Linked DNA regions of Mus musculus: region 2 is linked to region 1. A link is a contact called in public Hi-C data. All regions are on one chromosome and are shown on one strand. Each heading gives the region's core, a stretch centred on a gene start, on an enhancer-like site or on the middle of the called end of the contact. The rest is flanking DNA. Distances are from core to core; before and after follow the strand shown. Region 1 overlaps Oca2 (oculocutaneous albinism II). Region 2 overlaps Gabra5 (gamma-aminobutyric acid (GABA) A receptor, subunit alpha 5).

Region 1 (7,646 bases), core at 1,305-3,804:
AGTAGAGGAACTAGACCATTCAAGCAAAGAAAATGAAAAAAAAAAAAGACCTAGAAAAAGGCTATGCAGGAATGACAGGGCATTGTGAAAAGACCAAATTCTTCAAATTATAGGCATGAGTGAAGGAGAAGAATCTCAGGTCACTAATCAAAGAAGAAAATTTCCCCAAACTAAAGAAAGCAATACTCATACAGATACAAGAAGCACACAGAACACCAGACAGACAAGATAAAAAAAAAAAACCCTCTTTTGCATATCATAGCTAAAGCACTGAATACACGGGATAAAGCAAGAGTATTGGAAGCTCTGATAGGAAAAACCATACACATCACATACAAGGCAAATCTGTCAGAGCAGCAACTTTTCTTTTTTTCAAAATAGAAACCCTAAAGCTATATGAGCCAGGAACAACACACTCCAAGTTCTAAAATATCACGAGTGCCAACCTAGATTACCAGAAGCAGTAAAACTATTTGCCATAGTTGAAGGAGAGATAAAAACTTTCCATGACACAAATGGGCTAAAAGAAATCATGTTCACCAAGCTATTATACCTCAGCATAATGAAGGCTATATATTACAAACTCACACCCATCATTATCCTAAGTGGAGAAATCTTGAAGCAACATTAAAATCAGAAATGAGAAAGGGGTATCCACTGTCTCTACTCTTTTTCAATATAGTACTTGAAACATAATCTGGAATAAAGCAATACGAGAAGAAAATTAAAGGAGTACAAATAGCAAAAAGTCAAATTATTCGTAATTGTATATGGTGTGATATTATATAGAAGAGATTCCAAAAATGGTACCAGACTTCTAGAAATGGTGGACACTTTTATTAAAGTGGTAGAATACAAAATCAATAGTCCTTGTATGTATTACAACAGACATGCTGAGAAGTAATCATGGACACACTAAAATGCATACTATTCCCAAAGAAAGGAAAACATCTAGAAGTAAACCTAAGACCTCTACAATGAAAAGTTTAAATCTCTGAAGATAGAGATTGAGGAAGTGTCTAGCATTTTGAAAGCCCTCTGCTGTACATTGATTGATAGAATTAATATCATGAAAAGTAGCCATTCTATAAAAAGTAATTTATAGCTTCTATGTAATCTCAATAACAAAAAATCCTCACAACTTTATTCACAGAAATAGAAAAAAGATTCTAAAATTCATATGGAACCACAAAAGATCATAGATAGCCAAAGCAATCCTAAGCAAAAAGAACAATGTTTGTAGAATTACTATTCTAGATTTCAAGAGATAAAAAAACAGTATAGTATTAGCATGGAAACAGACATGTAGACCAATGGAACAAGATAGCAGAACAGAAAAATAAGCAGCTGTCTAATATTTAACAATGTTGCCAAAAAACATACACTGAAGAAAGACAGCATCCTCAAATAAATAGTGCTGGAAAAATTGGAAATCCATACTTTACACAAAATCAACTTCAAATGGGTCAGAAAGCTTAGTGTGCCTCTCACAATGTCAAAACTGCTAAAGGAAACATAGGTGGTATCCTACAAGGGATGGGTATAGAAAAGAGCTTTCTGACTGGGACTTAATTTGTCTGAACCATTGTTTACACCAATAGTGAACAAACAGGATCTCATGAAAGTAAAAAGAGTTTGTACAACAAATCAATTAATCAGGTAAGGAAGAAGCCCAGAGAAAAAAATCTTTGCCAGGTATATATTTAATAGGGGATTAATATCTAGAATATATAAAGAGAAAAAAAAGAAAAGAAAAGAAAAAAAGAAAAAAAAGTCAACAAAACAAACCACCCAAATTAAAAACGAACTTGTCTCTGAACATAGTTTCCCCCAAAGAAGGAACAAAAATGACCAAGAAATATCTCAAAAAGTATTCAACATCCTTAATAATTAGGGAAATGAAATTTAAAACTACTTTGAAATTCCCTCTTCTAGTCACAATGGTCAACTTCAGGAAAACAACTGACAAGTGTCAGCAAGGATATGGAGAAAGGGAACCCTCATTAACTCTTGGTGAGATTGCAAACTGGTGTAGCCACTGTGGATATCAGTGTGGAAAATCTCAATAAACTAAAAAAAGATTAATTATTCAACTCAGTTACACCACAAGATGGCATATTTTCAGAGGACTCATGTCCTATTTCATAAATACTTGCTTAGTTAATGGTCATTGCCATCCTATTAACAATAGCCAGAAAATGAATGACCTTACATGTTCTTCAACTGATGACTGAGTAAAAAATGCTGTACAATTATACAATGGGATAATGTATAGAAACGTACTCTTCTATCTGTAAGTAAGTGTGGCTTTCATTCCTTATCAAGAAGCTTCTCTTTGTAACATATGGAGACTATTACAGGCAGCCTATTCAGCTGTAAAGAAAAAATGAAATCATGAAGTTTGCTCATAAGTGAATGTAACTAGAAAATATTTTTAGTAAGATGACCCAGAGATTCAAGTGCCACATGTTCTCTAATTTGTGGTTCCTAGCTCCAGATCTTTAGATGTGAGCATATAACCATAGTAACCATAGAAACCAGGAATGTTAAATAGGATTGTGGAGTGGGCTCTTGAGAGAGGAACAGCACGAGTCAAATGATATAAAGAGGGAAGTGGGGGAGAGGCTTTAGCTCCCTCAACTTTGAAAAATCTACAAGGAATCTTGCTATTTCATACTTACCCAAATTGTATATGAGATATATAATACATGCCTATCATATATACTAAATAAAAAAGAAATATGCAGACATATGTACATACATACATATGCATATGTTAAATGAAGTTAGGCTACTTGGAGTGGCAGTGCTTTCCCCAAGACTCATACACTGTCTTATGAAATCCCCAGTACCAGGCATGGTCAGGGCAAGCAATCTAAGCTATTGCATTTGCTCTTGTTTGCATCCCCAAAGTTGAAGTTCAGAACTCAGAAGAATCGAGCTAGATCTGAGCTGGCTTTTCAATACCAAACGGTCACTTCCAAAACATATACATACAAGCAACATAGACTCAGAAGATTGGAATGTGAGTGTGTGTGTGTGTGTGTGTATGTAGTAATGATAATTAAAGAAAAGGAGGCCATGAGTTTGAGAGAGAACATGGAAGATAGGGGACATGTAAGAGGTTTGAGGGAAGAGGGAAATCATGTACTTGTATTTTTCCTTTCCTTTCCTTTCCTTTCCTTTCCTTTCCTTTCCTTTCCTTTCCTTTCCTTTCCTTTCCTTTCCTTTCCTTTCCTTTCCTTTCCTTTCCTTTCCTTTCCTTTCCTTTCCTTTCCTTTCCTTTCCTCTCTCTCTCTCTTTCTCTCTCTCTTTCTTTTTTTGTGGCACATGCCTTTTTTTATTGGATATTTTCCTTATTTACATTTCAAATGTTTTCCCTTTTCCAGGTCTCCTTTTCAGAAACCCCCATCCCCTCCCCTCCCTGCCTCTATGAGGGTGCCCCCCTTCTATCTTCTCTCCCTGGCATTTCCCTACACTGGAGCATGGAACCCCCTCAGGCCCAAGGGCCTCTCCTCCCACTGATGTCTAATAAGGCCATCCTTTGCCACATATGCAGCTGGAGCAATGGGTCCCTCCATGTGTACTCTTTGGTTTGTGGTACAGTTGCTGGGAGTTCCAGAGGGTGGCCTGGCCGGTTGACGCTGTTGTTCCCTCTATGGGGCTGCAATCCCCCTCATCTCCTTCAATCCCTTCTCCAATGCTGTTGGTGCGAGCATTTGCCTCTGTATTTGTCATCCACATTTTGGTCTTTTTTCTTCTTGGACTTCATATGGTCTGTGAATTGAATCTTGGATATTCTGAACTTTTGGGCTTATATCTACTTGTCAGTGAGTACATACCATGCGTGTTCTTTTGTGACTGAGTTACCACACATTAGGGCAGAAAAGCAGCCTCTAGAAGTGACAGACACAATGGACTAGGGATTCCATGTGGCTGCAACCTAATACAAGTGCTTTGGAGAGAAGAGGCCCGGGGAAGGTAATTAGGGTCTTATGAGGCAACCCCACACTCCAAAGACAACTGTTACAGAAACTGCCTAGCCATTTACAGGTTCTGGAACCTTCCTCTTAGCTTTTCCAGCTCCATGTTTTTTAGCACCCACTCATACCCCTCATAGTTCCATGTTCTAGAATCTACCAGTATCCATCATAGTTCCAAGTTCTAGAAACCACCAGTATCTGTCACAGTTCTGTGGTCTAGAACTACTACTATTCCCCACAGTTCAATATTCGAGCACTCATCTCAATCCCTTACAACAATGTCAGCCCCAACCCCTCCCAGGACCATGTTACAGCAGGCAAACTCCATCATCACTCTGAGTCCCATGTTCCAGAACTGAGTACCCTAGTCATTCAGTTTCATGGTCCAGTGCCTGATCTCTATTAGTCAGAATCCCACATTCTAGACACTAACCCCAATTCCTCCCTCCCTCATTTTAAAGCCCCTATACCCAATACCCCCGAGTCCAGTTTTTCAGAATTCCTCTCAGAGCATTACAGTTCTATGTTCCTACATGGACTCATGTGTATGGTGCAATTACCCAAGCTCCTTAGGCACATCTGCCCTCTTTAATGTAGCAGGTGAGTCCCTCTCTTTATAATGTAGAAGCCATATATTGTCTTCTTATTTCGTCCACTAGCTGTTCAAGGTCTTCAGTTATGCCTTAAGGCCTTTGTCACATATTTTATTGATTTTTTTTAAACCTCTGTAGCACTCTGCTTTGGATCACTTCATATTTTAGTATATCAGGCAATGTCTTTCAATGGCATACTATTGACTTTGCTGTAGCTTTCCAGGCTCTGCTCTGCATAGGATGCAGGGTTTTTAGGTCTGCAGAGTTGTTCTCACATAAAGGACAGTGCTACAGAGACACGAAGGCAGATTCATGGCACGTCCAACTCTCTCCACCCTCGGGATTTGTAGGGGGTATATTTATGTATTTATGCTTTAGCATAGCTGATATTACATTCATATAAGTACTACATATGAGGCCTGCAGCTCTCAGAAAAGCACTGTTACTATGATCCTTTTGTACTAGGGTATACCTGATAGTAGGTGAGGAGATGGTCTTCCAGTGCTGACAGTCAAAGGATTTTGGTTGCCAAAGCCTAGGGACTGTACTAACATTAGGCTTACAGCTCTGATCTCTAAGGCGAAATAACCTGGATCCATGGGATGTTCTTTAGTGATCAGGTCCTAAGGGGATGGCGACCAAGAGATGAGGATATAAGAGGATAGGAAAGTTTGGGGCTTAACATAGGAAGTCTTGCATAAGCTATAACGGATACCAAATAAGTTTATTAAGAAGCACAGCATCTTATGTACAGTTTTAATGGGAGGAATGGGATCAAGCCAGCATAAATTGCATCAAGCAATGTTGCTCAAAGAGAATACAGAATATCTCCCGGGCCTTAGAGACAGAGCACATGGTTTTGGGACTGATAATGCTAGTCTCTTCAGGGGGGAAAGAAAAATTCACAGGAACCTTAATATCTTTGAGGTCCTGGTCCCAGCTTCAGACTGGCTCTTGATAAGTCTGCCTTTGGGCAAGGACCCAGAACTAGGCTCTTTTTTGTCCTTTCACCAAGACCTCTGTGAAAGCTTTGGTTTGGTATGGCTCTCAACAACTAAAGGCATCAGACAACAATTCAAGTCTTTAGGAGATGTTTCCAGCTCTGTATGAGATACACGGAGGCTTAGGGATGAGGCTATAATCCTAGCATTCCTGGGAACTTTACAGCTATTGTAGTCCTTAGCTTTCAACAGGAGTCAGGGTCAGCAGCAAACAGCAGCAAGCAACCAATACCGATCTAAAATGAGACTTGAATTCTGGGACCCTCAGTTCTACATCAACCAATGGTAGCGTCTTGGACATCCAAGGTTAGAGCTTTTAGGTCTTGCACTGTCAGGACTCTCAGCCTCTGACAGTGGCCTATAGTACAGTTCTCTAGCCTTTAGCCCTTCATGCTTGGCCTCTCCTAAGAACTCTTAGTAACCAGAGGCCACCCCTTCTCTTCTCTGTCTCTTCACAGCCTTCTTTCCTTCTTTAGCTTCAGTGTTCCTCCTTCTCTTACCATTGCTGTGACTCTATCAGCCCCTGTTTTCCTGATGTTTCTGCTCCTTCTTTCCATAATGGCTGCTCTCTGGCCTTCAGCTGCACTCAAGTCACCATTACTGCTGTAGTTACCACTTCTACCTCAGCCACCATCTTTATGGTTGCTGCCACATCTGCCTCTTTATGTCCCTAGCTCAGCCTGCTCTGTTCATGATGCAGATCAAACATGGTTATAAAAAGGCCATTTGGAGAAAGCTTTCATTTGAGCTAGTATTGCAACTCTAGGGGGCATAAAAGGCAAGAGGGTCTTCCTTGAAAATTGAGTGAAGCAGCCAGAGAGGGGATGTGACAAAAGTGTTTGCACCAATCAGAGAAGATGTTTATGTAAATGAATGTCTGTGTGTGTATCAGTCTCAGAGCTGGGTAAACAGGCTCATCTAGAATTCATCAAGGCTGCTCATACTTAAGAACCCCTCCTTCCTTCCTTCTTATTTTTTAAAAGATTCATTTATTTTATGTATATGGATATTTTGTCTGCATGTACATCTATCTGCACACCAGAAGAGGTCATCTGATCCCATGAAACTATGGTTGTAGATGGCTGTGAGCCACCACCCAGATACTGGGAATTGAGCTCAGGACCTATGAAAGAGCAGCTACTGTTCTTAACCCTCCAGCCAACTCTTCATCCCTCTTTCTTTCTTTTTGTGATGAGATCCCATGGTGTCCAGGCTGCCCTTTAACTCACTATGTTGCTAAGGATTATCTTGAAATCCTGACCACCCCCCCCCCCCCCCCCCACATCCTAAGTTTTAGTAGAACCAATTTGTCTGGAATGTTTACAACACAAATGGTTTTCCTGTTGTGGTGCTAATGTGTCCCCTGAAACTACTAATGTGTCCACAGAGTACTTTCAAAGTGTATAAAAAAAGCTGGCTGCCATGTTGCCAGTGTAGCCAGTTGCCAGTAAAGTGGTTGCTAGGTTGACAATTCCACACTCAAGATTGTTAGGGACAAGGAAGGGTGAGGCCTGCCAAATCACCACTTTTGATATTTGTAATTATTTGCAGAAAACATTAACAAGATATTTATAATAAAAACTTAACTAAAGCATAATACACACAACAATCTTTTTTTTTTTAGCATGATCAGATATCTTGCAACATAAGTCTTGCACAAGCTATATATCATGCAGTAAGCTTCTTTTTATTTTCCTTTTTTTTCCTTTTTTAAAATTAGGTATTTTCTTCATTTACATTTCCAATGCTATCCCAAAAGTCCCCCATGCCCTCCTCCCGACTCTCCTCTCCCTCCCCACTCCCACTTCTTGGCCCTGGCGTTCCCCTGTACTGAGGCATATAAAGTTTGCAAGACCAATGGGCCTCTCTTTCCACTGATGGCAGACTAGGTCATCTTCTGATACATATGCAGCTAGAGACACGAGCTCTGGGGGCTAGTGGTTAGTTCATATTGTTGTTCCACCTATAGGGTTGCAGACCCTTTAGCTCCTTGGGTACTTTCTCTAGCTCCTCCATTGGGGGCCCTGTGTTCCATCCAATAGCTGACTGTGAGCATCCACTTCTGTGTT
Region 2 (7,646 bases), core at 1,834-4,333, 1.2 Mb after region 1:
TTCATGTGTTTGGATGCTTGGCCCATTGGGAATGGCAATATTAGGAGGTGTGGCCTTGTTAGAGGAAGTGTGTCACTATGCGAGTGGGTTTTGAGGTCTCCTATGCCTAAGCTCTGCCCAGTGGAATCAGACACTGGTCCTGGCTGCTGGCAGAATAGTCTCCTTCTGCTGCCTTCAGATCAAGATGTAGAACTCTTGGCTCCTCCACCAGCATGCCTGCCTACACACTGCCATACTTCCTACCAAAAATATATCAAATTCCATACAGCAAATGCTTATATACCACACTACTCACTCTCCTACACACCCCCACACCCATACATACTTACCTATCTACCCATATACTCACACACTCAAGATCTCCTATTCTAGCCATCCTCAGTGTGTTCTAAGCTCAATTGTGCACCATCAAAGCACAGAACAGAGAAGGTTAACAGAAGGGCTTCCTTCCAGTTTTCTGAGCATTTTAGGTTTCAGAGCTGTGTAGAACAGGTTGCGTACTTTGAGCTGATGGCACACAGTGGACATAGGCATACTCCTCAGACAGGTCTTCACTCAACCTTGCTTGGAATGGCTAGCACTTGTCACTTATCACATGTAGCTACCCAAAGGACCTATGACCACCCTCCCCCATTGCTGGGGCTCAGTCTCTGTAGGTCAGTATCTAGGGAAATGTCTTACAGTGCACTCTCTGTGAAGTCAAACACAAATGTTACTTGGGATGTACTTTTCCCTGTGCCAGACAGTTTCATTTAGCTGTCCCAAAGACAACCTACATAAAATTTAGAGCAGAATTTCTGTCATTTGCTGTGAAAGCCTGGTAGCTTTCATATGTCCTTGCTTATCCCTTTCCCCCTTTCCAGGTACTTCCTTTGGGAATGATAACATTTTGAAGCCAGCATTAATTTTAACACCTTCTGATACACTGACCGCTTCACCTCTTTACCAAATTTGTTAGCTCCTCAAAGAGAAGACATGGTCCCTTTCTCCCACATCCCTGGAGCCTATCCTCTTCTCTTGTCTGGATGCATCACCCCCAATGTCTGCCCTTTGGATGGTGATCCCACAGGACACTATCTCCACAAAACAGCAGGTTCTTTGCTTCAATCCCAGTGAGTGTTGATGCTCTCTCTCACCAGCCTGGCCTGTACATATCTCAAAGGTGCAGAGTTCTGGATAACCATGATTAGCCTTCTCTTAAGTATTGAAGGCCATGTCTTCTCTTGGACCTGGTATCAGACAGCTTACACAGAAGGCTGTTGCTGGCCTCTGCCAATTCAAAGGGCAATCCTCTTCTCCTATGTTCTTCTTAATGTTTTTGAGTACTATCAGAGGGAAACAACCCATGATCATTGACTGGCCTTACTAACAACACTGTGTGGGATACTGTGGAAAAACTTAGCTTATGGTGGAAAGAAATCAAACTTCAATTATCAAAATTAGCCATGTATTATTCTTCTGCTAGATGTCTATGAATGTACTCACAGTTCATTCGGATATTCATGTTTGAAATGCTTTAGAAAAACCCCTTCATGTTAACAGAATGTAGTATCAAAGCTTTAATGTTCCTCAAAATACTCTAAGACGACACCTTGATCTAAAAACTCTAAAACTCCCTTTGAATCTCAGATGTATGGCTTTTTGTATGCTCATATGACTAGCACAAAGCCACTGAGACTACTGCCTGTGACATGTGTGTATGGCCATGATCAGGACTTGACTCTCAAATCTGCCTGAATTTCCAATAGATCTTGGTAGAGTGACATGAATTAGCCTAAAGTGCCTAGTTCTGTTCACAGTTAGCAACTGGCTGCTTGAAATGTGGTGTCTTATTCAGTGTCTTGTTGCTGTGAAGAGACACCATGTCCCAAAGCAACGTTTATAAGGACAACATTTAATTGGGGCTGGCTTAAAGTTTCAGAGATTCAGTCAATTAATATCACGGTGGGAGCATGGAATCATGCAGGCAGACATGATGCTGGAGGAGCCAAGAGTTATACATCTTGATCTGAAGGCAACCAGGAGAGATACTCTCTATTCCACACTGGGTGGGGCTTGAGCATAGAACCTCAAAGCCCACCTTCACAGTGACAGATTGTATTCAATAAGCCTATGCCTACTCTAACAAGGCCATTCTTCCTAATAGTGGCACTCCCAGGGCCAAGCATATTCAAATCACCACATGTGGTAAATACACTGGAGAGCAGAACCACTGAATTCAGTTTTCTTTAGTTTCTCAAGATTCATAATTTGACTTTACTCTTTTAAAAGTGTGTGTGTTGGGGGGGCACAGGGGTGAGTGATGGGTATGTGTTCTAGCCTGTATGTACTCTCCTAGGCTAAAAGATGGCCTCAGATTCTCCAAGGCTGGAGCTACATGAGATTATCAGCTGTCTATTGTAGATATTATGAACCAACTCTGGTTCTCAGCCAGAGTAAGACACTCTGTTAACCACCAAGCCATCTAATCCCATCTTTACTTTATAAATGCTATAGAAGGCTGGTCTGTAGTGCATCTAGGAAAAACCAATTAAAAAAAAACCTTGAGATTTGAATTTTTTTAAGGAACAGGAAAGGAGGCATGTCCGACTCTGCAACATACCTCTTCATCAGCACCAAGGGCATGCTTAGTCATTTTCAGGTAAATTTCAAAATCTCCCAGCCACTCCTCCCATCGATCATTTGGCTGACATTTATAGGTCATCTCAGGCTCAGGAGGCATGGATGGAATGCAGATAGCGCTGTGCATGACATATACTCATCAATTTCTAACAACTAAAATGCCTAGCCACATCCTTAATTTGTTAAATTCATGAGGCCGGATTCTTTGTGTTTTTCTACAGTATGGGAGGTTAGGACTTTTCAGCAACCTTTGACCTTGACACAGAACTCTGGTGTTGCCACTGCCTAGAAAGCAGGCACAGTCCAGTTGCACACCAGTGAACCAGTGATGACCAAGGCTGGCTCCCTCAGGTGCTCTCCAGAATCCTAGCATCTTATTTCCCCTGAAAGCCCTTCAGTGAAACCTGCTGCAGTGCTGCTAACTCAGCATCTGGCTCCTCAAGCTGGCCTACTTTCCCCTCCATGTATGTATTCATGGCACCATCTAGTGGCTGTGATTTTCAGCCCTGTTGTCTAACTAGAGAGCACTACCCAAGTTTCTTGGGATTTATATAGAACAGGCAGGTGGGCTGTTGGCTTTCCTAGATAAATGTGTCCCTATAGTTCATCATGATCTGCTTACCTTTTCTATGGATGGAGATAATGCTATCACAAATTCCACCATGAGTTTTTATTTCTGAAACACCTCGTGCAAAAGAGAACCATATAAGGTTCTGTGAATTAGTAAGAGACCAGCTCAGATGGTTCCTTCTATTCAGGCATAACTGTCTGCCAGGGAATTTTCTTCTGAAGCTGGGACTAAAAGACTGAAGCTGAAACCCTGACGAGCTTGAGACCCAGCACTGACCACCTTCTTTCCCACTAGACATTCCCTAGAACCTCGAGGAGGTTGCAGTCCTATGTTTAAGAAGATCCTCAATAGGCAGGGAATGCCATGATAGCAGCCAGACAAGAGCAACACATTAAGCTGAGATGATCCATAGCCTTGGAGATGGGGTGAGTCTAGGCAGACAAACAGGTAAGAACAGTGCAATTGTGCATCTTCTCAAATGCCCAAAGCACTGATGGGCTACACTGAATGGATGCATTGACTATGGAATCACAGGACACCCAGAAGGATTCTAGACTTATTTTTCAGAACAAGAAATATATATATGTGAGAGTTGCATTCTTAGAATTCCTTTGTTTTCACATTGTTTTCATCAAATATAAGCTCAAATCTTCACATAACTGGAAGAAACTAATCATTGAGCAGATTTGCAAAGAAAACAAGAATCATATATTTGTGTTTCTGTGTGGTTTTGTGTTTGTGTCTATTTGTATGTTTGTGTGTCTGTGTATCTTTATACATTTGTATATTTTTATGTTTGTGCATTTGCCTGTCTGTCTATGTGTGTTTTCAGAAACTGTATGACTACTTACAGATTTAGTAATACACTGTTTGGTGACATGTGAATCATAGAAAAAGTGAAGAAGGAAATGAAAAACTTCCTAGAAATAAATTTAACTGAAAGTTCAACTTATTAGAACTTTTTAATGACAAATTGATGGGAATAGTAAAAACTAAGTTTATAGCTATGAACGCCTACAATGAAAGTCAGGTGTAAGGGAGAACATGGGATTCTGTACTTATAACTCCAGCAGTAGAAAGGTCGAGCCAGGAAGGTGGACTTTAGTTTACACACATACAGTGAAAAGCTATTTTTAAAAGTAGAGCAAAATAAAAACCAGAAAGATCACAAGTAAATTATTTATAATACACACCAAGGTAGTATTAAAATATATAAGCTGAACTTAAGGTAGTAGGCACTAAGAAATAAGGAAAATCAGTCAGAAGATAATAGAATGAAGATGAAAATAAAACCTCAAAGACCTAATAAAGCAAAATAGAAACTCCAACCCTAAACACCAGTTCCACAGACAGAAACAATCTATCATCCCTACTGGGACTTATTTTCCCACTTAATCCTACAAAACCCACCACTGAAAGGAGAAAGAGGACTTACCATTTCCTAATAAAAATCTAAAAGAAAAACTCAACCAATGAACTAGTTCTACAATTACAAGTCCCAGTACAGAAGACAAACTTCATAAGAAACAAAGACATCATATCATCTTCACAAATTGTTACTTCCAAAATGATAGTATCTAATGAAATGATTAATAGACAAAAAATACAAAGCCGAAAGGGCCTGAAATGATGTATTCCAAGTTCTGGAAGACCACCATTATTAACTCAATTATTTTTCTCTGCAAAAACTAACTGTTAAAATTGAAGGTTAAAATGAAAACCTTTCATGATAGCAATAGGTAAAGAAACTTGTGGCTACTTGTGTCTGAAGACAAAGAGAAATAGATCACAAGCATAAATTAGAGTTCATGGAAGAGGTCTAAGAACACATCACAAAATGATAAGTTGACAAGAATTAAGAGACATCATTCAAAGTAATTCTTAATATTAACAGTCTCAATTAGATAAAAAAAAAATAGACACACAGACCAGCAGACTGCATCAGTGAACAGGATCGATCTTATTGTTGCCACCAAGAAATTTACCTCACCATACATGTTAGGCACCACTTTTAATACTTTACCCAGTATTGGACAAGGGTATTCCAAGCAAATGAAACCAAGAAATAGCAGTCGCAGCTATTCTTACATGGGAAAATAGACTTCCAAGACGGCTCACTTCATACTCACTGAAGGAATGAATCAATGAAAAGGGTATTCCAATCCTAAACATAGATTCACCAAACACAGGTGAACCCAATTCCATACAAGCAACGCTAACAAATTTAAAAGCACAGAGTATCTCCAAGACACTGATAGTGGGTGACTTCAATACCCCAGTCTCACCAATACACAGGACATCTATAAAAACAAAACAAAACAAAACAAAACAAAAAAAACAAAACAAAACAAAACAAAACAGAGATTCTCTGGAGTTGAATTACATCATAAATTAAATGGACCTAACAAACATTTACAGAATATCTCACCCAAACTCTAAATACACTAATTTCTTTTCAGCAGCCCATAAAATATTTTTGAAGTCAATTACATATTATGACATAAAACAAATCTTAGTAAAAATAGGAAACGAATATAACATCCTTCATCATATCTGACCACAATGGAACAAATTTGAATATCAACAATAGGAACTACAGGAAGGGCATAAACTCATGGAAACTAAACAAGACAGTATGAAGGATCATTGGGTTAGGAAAGAAATCAAAATGGAAATTTGAAATTTTGTAGAATTGAATGAAAATGAATATACAAAATATCAAAATCCATAGGAATAAGTGAAGATAGTCCTAAGAGGAAATGTTATAGCAAAATTTTCTCAGATATATCAAATTAATAACTTAATGATTCACCCTTGTAAAACCCAAGAACAAATAACACCCCCAAAAAGTATAAAGTAAAACACAATGAAAGCCAGAGATTAGTAAAATAGAATTAAGAGAAAAAAATACAGTGAAATAAAGATATAGTTCCTTGACAAGATTGACAGACCTTTAGCCAAATTAGTGAGAGGGGGGAGGAGGGGAGGGGAGGAAGAGGGGAGAAGAGGAGAGGAGAGGAGACGAGAGGAGAGGAGAGGAGAGGAGAGGAGAGGAGAGGAGAGGAGAGGAGAGGAGAGGAGAGGTAGGTCCCCAAACTAGAGATAAGAAGGAAGATATTGCAATAGACACTAATTCAGAGAGTCAATCATAAGAACATACTTTAAAATTTATATTTCATTAGACTAGAAAACCTAAAAGAAATGATTGAACCTTTAAATGCTGTGATCTATGAATGTTAAATTAAGTTGGGGTAGATAATTCAAATAGACATATATCAGAAAGTGAGACAGAAGTAATATTTAAAAATATCTCAGCTAATCTATATGTATCTCATGTGAAACAGCCTTCTTAAAAGCTAGTGCAGTATAGTATGATATTGAATTTTACAAACTGCATTATATGCAGTTATTGTTATATTTCATTTCCCTAATATTAAATGCTGACAACTTGAAAAAAATTCTCCCAGTTAAAACAGCCCAGATGGAGTCAATACACAATTCTATTTTCTCCTCAAAGAAGAATTGACACTAATCTCAAAGTATTTCATAAAAATAGAAAAAGAAAGGAAGTCTTTCAAATTCTTTATGGAGTCAGTATTACCCTGGTACCTAAAACAAATACCCAATAAAAAGATAATTATAAGTCAATATTGTTGCTCAGGCATGGGCAGAAGAATTCTCAATAAAATATTTGCAAGCTAAAATTAAGAATATACCATAAAGGTATTGTGAACAAGTTGGCTTCATACCAGAAACACAGGGATAATCCGCCTATTTATATCAATGAGTTGAATCTACCACATGGATAGATTCATTGACATGAATTATATAATAATCTCAAATGAAAAATCTTTTAACAAAATCCAACATTGCAGCATGCGAAAAGTCCTAGGGAGACTAGAGATACAGGGGACTCATCTGAACATAATAAACACACAGTATACAGCAAGCTAACATCTAACATCTTATTAAATGAAGAAAAAACTCAACCGCATTTCCATTAAAATCAGGAACAAAAACAGGGTGGACACTCTCCCTTCTGTCACTCTCTCTCTCTCTCTCTCTCTCTCTCTCTCTCTCTCTCTCTCCTATTTAATATGATTCTCGAGATCTTCACTTGAAGCATTAATCTCAGTTATCACTGATACAGAGAATTTGACTTTTGAGTTAGGTCTATATATAGTTTAGCATACATCTATTAGAAGTAAGTTATGGACTCAGACTGTGATGTGTCTCAGAATTTTATGGTATTATCTAACAAAGTATCTTATGCAATTGTTCTGCAATTGTTCTTGCTGTAAGATACCTAAATAATCTGAAGTAGAAAGTTTGCTGTCAACAAAATAAAATGATTGTTGTTGGAAATGCCCGGATATTGGGAAGAAAAACATGAGTCAAGGAACTTTAAGTTCCTAAAAGAAAAACAAATGGCAAGAAATATTTTTTTAACTGT

What was found. A called contact is a pair of places that touch in the nucleus more often than the background predicts.
Region 2: a Hi-C map of cortical neurons shows a contact between it and region 1, with 4 times the contacts expected there. The contact joins two enhancer-like sites. A contact is called at or near these places in 45 of 484 Hi-C or Micro-C datasets (the 3T3-L1 cell line, the AML12 cell line, the AtT-20 cell line and 28 more) and 2 of 115 datasets of contacts at active chromatin or transcription factors (SST interneurons and astrocytes).

The regions. Positions count from the first base shown.
Region 1 is chr7:56,302,052-56,309,697 of GRCm38.p6, forward strand. All of the region lies in intron 9 of Oca2 (oculocutaneous albinism II), which reads left to right. Among named protein-coding and RNA genes, the nearest start is that of Oca2, 66 kb to the left of the region's middle. Within about 2 kb of position 2,555, at least 5 of the 459 cell types and tissues checked have an H3K27ac peak or open chromatin away from gene starts, as enhancers often do. A contact at or near this core is called in cortical neurons, where this site is marked.
Region 2 is chr7:57,471,263-57,478,908 of GRCm38.p6, forward strand. The region is part of intron 6 of Gabra5 (gamma-aminobutyric acid (GABA) A receptor, subunit alpha 5); the gene reads right to left. Among named protein-coding and RNA genes, the nearest start is that of Gabra5, 35 kb to the right of the region's middle. Within about 2 kb of position 3,084, at least 8 of the 459 cell types and tissues checked have an H3K27ac peak or open chromatin away from gene starts, as enhancers often do. A contact at or near this core is called in cortical neurons, where this site is marked.